Linked DNA regions of Mus musculus: region 1 is linked to region 2. A link is a contact called in public capture Hi-C data. All regions are on one chromosome and are shown on one strand. The core of a region is the stretch at or near the end of the contact, and the rest is flanking DNA. Distances in the headings are between cores, read along the strand shown. Region 1 overlaps Med13l (mediator complex subunit 13-like). Region 2 overlaps Med13l (mediator complex subunit 13-like).

Evidence for each region. Capture Hi-C pulls out chosen DNA fragments and counts their contacts.
Region 1: a capture Hi-C map of embryonic stem cells shows a contact between it and region 2, with 3 times the contacts expected there. The contact joins two enhancer-like sites. A contact is called at or near these places in 10 of 484 Hi-C or Micro-C datasets (B cells, the STO cell line, cortical neurons and 3 more), 2 of 115 datasets of contacts at active chromatin or transcription factors (astrocytes and embryonic stem cells) and 1 of 9 other capture datasets (embryonic stem cells).

The regions. Positions count from the first base shown.
Region 1 is chr5:118,584,614-118,587,683 of GRCm38.p6, forward strand. The region is part of intron 1 of Med13l (mediator complex subunit 13-like); the gene reads left to right. Among named protein-coding and RNA genes, the nearest start is that of Med13l, 25 kb to the left of the region's middle. Within about 2 kb of position 1,563, at least 14 of the 459 cell types and tissues checked have an H3K27ac peak or open chromatin away from gene starts, as enhancers often do. A contact at or near this core is called in embryonic stem cells, where this site is marked.
Region 2 is chr5:118,759,887-118,762,784 of GRCm38.p6, forward strand. It overlaps Med13l (mediator complex subunit 13-like), which reads left to right. Exons shown (of 31, transcript NM_172424.4): 30 at 1,400-1,512; 31 at 2,815-2,898. Among named protein-coding and RNA genes, the nearest start is that of Gm42015, 82 kb to the right of the region's middle. Within about 2 kb of position 1,290, at least 17 of the 459 cell types and tissues checked have an H3K27ac peak or open chromatin away from gene starts, as enhancers often do. A contact at or near this core is called in embryonic stem cells, where this site is marked.

The DNA.
Region 1 (3,070 bases), core at 313-2,812, 180 kb before region 2:
TGTAGAGGTCAGAACAACTTGTAGGATTCAGTTCTCTCCTTCCATGTGTTGATTCTGGCTCCCTCCCTCCCTCCCTCCCTCCCTCCCTCCCTCCCTCCCTCCCTCTTTCCCTCCCTCTTTCCCTCCCTCTCCCTCTCCCTCTCTCCCTCTCTCTCCCTCTCTCTCCCTCTCTCTCCCTCTCTCCCTCTACCCCTAACCCTAACCCCCCTTCCTCCTCTTCATCTTCTTTTCTTTAAACACAAGGCCTTGCTATGTAGCTCCGGCTGTCCTGAAATTCACTCTGTAGACCAGACTGCCTGCCTCTGCCTTCCACGTATGTGTGGTCCTTTTTCCTTCTTAAAGTGCTTCTCTATATTTTTTCTTAAACTTTTTCTCCTCTCAATTATATTATGCTGGAAAAACTTGTATGTGATCCTGGCACACATAAGCCAAATATTTACTGATAACTAAGAAATCCTAAAATCCAACCAACCAAACAACTCCAAAAACCAAAACCAATGCCCTCACCTAAGGAAAAAAACCCCAAACCAAACCATACCATATATTTACTTTAAAATAATTATTTGGTATGCTTATAATTTTACTACTTATTGAAGATGAAAGCAAATTTCCATACTAATGAGGTGGGTGTACTTATTTTTTTTCTTTTTTTACACAAAGAATTAAATCTTGGCACCATTTGAAGTGCAGGAGGTAGAGCTGATACATTTTTATTTTATAGTTGTCGATGCTGAGAATGCCACTTTGCATAAATATGTGGTACAGAATGGCAGAAGTATATTTAGGACCATTTCATAAATTGTTGGGAATTCTATCCTTAATCCCAAGCCAGCATTTGATTGAGCCATTCTTTATGAAACTGACATTAGCGGGGCTGGACAGATGGCGCAGCTGTGAACAGTGAATGCTGCTCTCACTGAGGGCTGGGGTTCCATTCCCAGCACCCATCAGGCAGCTACTGACCTCTCACCCCAGCTCAGCGTCCGGGGCCTCTGACTTGCTCAGTCACTGAGGAGGGCACCTGCACTCACTTGCTCATACCCACACCAACATACACACATAGTTAGAGATCAGACCAACCAAAACAAAAGAAACTCAAGGACTCAAACAGCAAGTTTTAAAGTCAAACACTGTAATTGAGTAAAACAGGGAGTGTCTTAGTTAGGATTTCTACTACTGTGGAGAGCCACTATGATAACTCTTAGGAAGGAAGACATGTAATTGGGGCTGGCTTATAGGTCATGCTGGGAAGCATCCAGGCAGACTTGGTGCTGGAGAAGGAGTTTTACTTTGGGTTCAGCAGGCAGGCAGGCAGGCAGGCAGGCAGCAGGAAGAGATAGAGACAGTGGACCTGGCTTGCTTGAGCATTTGAAACCTCAGAGCTCACCCCCAGTGACTTTCTTCTTCCCACAATGCCAAACATCCTAAGATGCCACTCCAAAGTATTTAAACCTGTGTGTCTATGGAGGCCATGCCTATACAAACTACCAGCCAGAGACAGCTGATTTAAGCATGCTGATGTTACTGAAAGTATTTGTTTCACTCATCATGTGTCTATGAGAGGAAGCTTTGTGCACGCAGCAGTAGCTGAGCGGAGGTGGTATAGGCAGTGTTGGGTGTGTGTGATGGTGTGTGAGTTATATTGCCAAACTACATTCAGAACCAAGGCTGTGCTCAAGTCCTGAGATACAATGTGGTCAGAGTGCCTGAAAGACCTTGGGTTCATACCATGTTGATTTAAAATTATTTTTTTGAAGACTGCTTGTTTAGAAACCCTTTACTGTTGATAATTTTTTCTCTCCCTTATGTGAGGTCATGTCCCACAATAAGAAGTTGTCTTACCTGAGTGTCCCTCATCTTGGCCCTGTTGTCTGAAACCTCGGGGTCCTCAGTCAGAGTGGACATATGACCAGCAACAGCTTCCTGAGGGGTCTTTACTGGGTCCGTCTGACCCGCCACAGTCACTTGGTACAAGCTTGGCCTGTAGTTGTCATTGGGTGTGGGCCTTCCTTGGCTTCCCACAGGCTCCTAGCCTCTCTCCCTCGTGGCTCACACTCTGCATGCAGACCTGGAGAAAGGAGGCTCCTCACACACGAGGAGTTGAGTGGTTGGGCTTGCTCCTCCTGCTCTGCATTCGGGAGTTCTGTGCTGCCGTCTGCTTTGCCTGAGGCTCTCCAGATCTGACATGAGACTCTGGGAGTCACCGCACTTTGCCCTCTTGCTCATGTGATGTCTTCTTTCATGGAGGCTGGAGGGTCTTGTCTTGTAGTGTGCCACAGTGGAGTGGGGCCTTTTGTGGGGCCCATCTCATTAGTTCTTTTAGGTATCCAGAGAGGTCTGTCCATGTAGTGTTTCACAGGGTTTTTTAGAGAGAAGTTTCCATGAATTATTACATTAGGTAATTCTTCATTGTTTTCTTTTTCTTAGAGTTTTTATTCCATAGTGTTACCTAAGGCACACTGGGCAAGTGCTCTGCAGCGAGCTGCAGCTTCAGGTCTGTGCTGCAACCAGGGGGCTGCAGCCCGGCTCTAGGAGTCTGTGCTTAGCTTTAAGTTTCTTGGTTCATCTTCCCATTTAATTCCCACCTTCCCTACCTGCCCAGTTTTTACTTTGTCAGCCTTGTGTGTGTTTGAGTCCCTGAACTTCATCTTCCATGTATTTCACTGAGTTTTCTTTTAATTCTACTTTCTTTGAGCCTTCTGTTCCCTTTCAGTTTTAAATGGTTACATGTTCTGTAAGGTTTCCTATATTTATTTATATGTAAGAGTCATTTGCCTGTATATGCAATATGTGCTTGTCAGGTGCCTGCAGAATTTAGAAGAGGGAGGGTATCAAGATCCCCTGGAACTGGAGGTAGGGATGGATGTGAGCACTCTACTCTGCTGGTGCTGGGAACTGAACCCTGGTCCTGTGCAAGAGCAGCCAGCACTCATAACCACTCAGCCAGCTCTGCAGTTTCTGAGAGAATCAGTGATGGATGCTCCAGATGTTTTCTTCTCACTTAGGTTTTTCCTCTAAACTTTGTATTAGTTTTTGTGTCTGGACCTGGTTTTCCTCAGCTCATCAGAAG
Region 2 (2,898 bases), core at 40-2,539:
CTGAGGTGGGAGGTCATATGACTTGTGAGCTGAAACAAGGCTGAAGGGCACAGCAACCCTGCCACAGAGTAAGCCAGCCCAGTGACGGGAGCAAGAGATGAGGGGAAGCGGCATGCCGTGCTGTGAGTAAGGGCCAGCTGAGCCAGCTCTGCAGCACTGGTGTCGTCTCAGTGGGCAGAGCTGTGAGCCACTCTTGTGTGGCATGGAGGGGACATGGAGTAACCTGTGGGAAATACTCCAGTGTAGGAGGGACACCTAGTCAGTCAGCAGAGCAGGGAGAGTCCCCAGGACTGTTAGGGTCGTATCCAAACAGGAGGTGACAAACAGGCGGTAGTGTGTCACTCTACTCAGAGATACCAGGCACAGGCGGGCACGGAACGCTGTGATGGAGCGCCTTGCTCACCTGACAGCTGAGCATGAAGGAAATGGCCGTTTCCTTCGTGGAGGTTAGTCTCTGTCTGTATTGGGACAGCAGACAGTCAGCGCCTCTGTGTCCTCTGATTATGTGCCCACCTTGTGGAATGCGCCTGCCTGCCTGTCCTCGAGGTCCTCTGCCTGCCCACCCTGGAGGTGCACCTGCAATTAAATCTCCAGATCAGACAGTAGGGATTGTGAGGGGTCTGAAGGGTAGAGGGGTTGAGAAGCCCCACAGTATGAAGAGCCACATCTAGACTGCAGAGCCTCGACACCCCTCACGGCAGCTTAGCCCATAGCTGGAGGACGGAAGAGAAAGTTTTGAGAACATCAGAGAGACTTGACTATATAGCCCATTAGCTGATACAAAGGAATCACATTCAGTGTGCGCGCGCGATACAGTTCTTAAAGGTTCTCATCTGTAAGCATTACTTCCTAAATTTACAAGAGAAATGATAGAGTATTTGGTTTGTTTTAAAATATTTCAAAGGTAAAATACTGAAAAGAAAGTGACAAATAGTGGCCACTGTCCCAGCTTTGGTGGCAGGGCATACAGCACTACATAGGAACTGCTGTTTCATGTGCTCGACTGTTGTGTTAGAAGCAAGGTATGCTGGTGAGATGGCCCAGTCAGTCAGAGAGCCCCCAAGCCCCGGCCGGGTGCGTCTGGTGGCAGGGATCAGTGCGCCAGGCTGTCTTCTGACCTCACGTGTGTGCTGTTGAGTGCACACACACCAGTCAGCTTGTTTTCTCAAGAAGCAAAATGAAGTCGGTTAGACCAGAAAGAGAGGCCCCTGAAACTAGTGTTGAGCTTACCTCTAGGACAGTAGTGTGTCCCAGGAGATGACTCAGCAGTTGGGACTCAGGCACACAGCAGCCTGCCTCTGCATGACTGAGGAGCCGGAGCCTGGGCTGGGGCCGCGCTCATTCTCCACTGTGCTGCTCTGCACCTGGAAAGAAACAAAGTTCTCGGGTCTTTCCCCAGGCTTCCCTGCATCACCACATCTCTGTAGCGCAGACCGATGAGCTCCTTCCTGCCAGGACCTCTCAGCGGGCTCCACACCCTCTGGACTCCAAGACCACATCTGACGTTCTAAGGTAGCTCTGACTGAGTGGGAAAGTGGCGCTCCTTCCTCCTTGCCCCTGAGGAGTGCAGGACAGGGTGGTGCTCAGAGACACTGCTGCTTGTGCAGAGCAGCAGAGTCCACTTCTCCCCACGGTGCAGGGACACACAGTGTGTGCACTCAGTTCACCACACAGGAGGTGCAGGGACACTTCATTTCCTATTCCAAAGAGGTGATGCAGGTGTCAGCCCTGGGCAGAAGAACAAAGGTTAGGGAGCAGAGCCTGGGAGTGGCTCTGCATGGAAAACTCAGTTTGACCTTCTCTGCCACAGATAAGTATGTTCGATTGACTAGAGCACTAATTCTTTGTTATGGAATGCACCTCAGATGCACGGACTCTGTTTCACTGTTTTCATCAGGGCATAAAATTTAATGGTGCATGCCTGTAATCCCAGAACTTGAAAGAGAAGGCTAAAGAACCAGGAGTTGAAAGTCATCCTTACTTACTTACTGAGTTCAAGCCCAGAGTCCAGCCTGAGCTCCGGAGACACTGTGTGGATGTGCATGTGTGTGCATGTGGATGCACGTGCCAGATGCCAGCCAGTCTCTTCCTGTCTCTCACCGTGCTCCTGAGATTGGCCTGTGTCCACCTCCTCTCCCCTTCCCTCCTCCTGCTATTGGATTATAGTGTGCACTGTTGCTCACTGCTTTACACGGGTTCTGGGGCACACACTCAGCCTTTCTGTCACTAGCTGAGATATTGCCCCAGACCCAAGACTGGATCTTCAAAACAACAAGCAGACAGAAGCTATCCTGTGCCTTGAGAGCTGAGCCTTTCTGGGTGCTCTCTGATGTACTGTGGTTTGGAAATGGGCGATGGACAGGTGCCTCACTAGCAACTTGGCCCCCAGGGTCTCTGATGGAACAGAGAGCAAGGGTCTTGTGCAAGTTAAGTACAACCATGCACACCTAGGATACCCATGCACACCCAGGCAGACAACTAAGGCTGTGGTCAAAAGTATCAGGCTAACCTGCCATAGAGAGCAAGGCCCTGTCCATCCCTGTTGATTTTTTTCCAGTGACCACATCAGAATAACATGGAGAAACTTGGAAAGCCGAGTGTCAGTAAAGTATTACATTCTGAACAATTCAATATGATCAGTATATTCTCATTTTGGCATCTAGCCAACATGAAACAGTTTTCATTCAGTGGCTTCCTGATCCTGGAGGCCCTGAGGTGGCCATGCTGGTGTGCAGGGACGCAGGGTGGGCCACGTGGGCCCCACACACCCCAAGCCTGTGGCCCAGAAGCTGACCTCTGTGCTCTCCCTGGCAGGTTTGTGCTGGAGCAGTACAACGCCCTATCCTGGCTCACGTGCAATCCAGCCACCCAGGACCGCACTTCCTGCCTTCCCGTCCA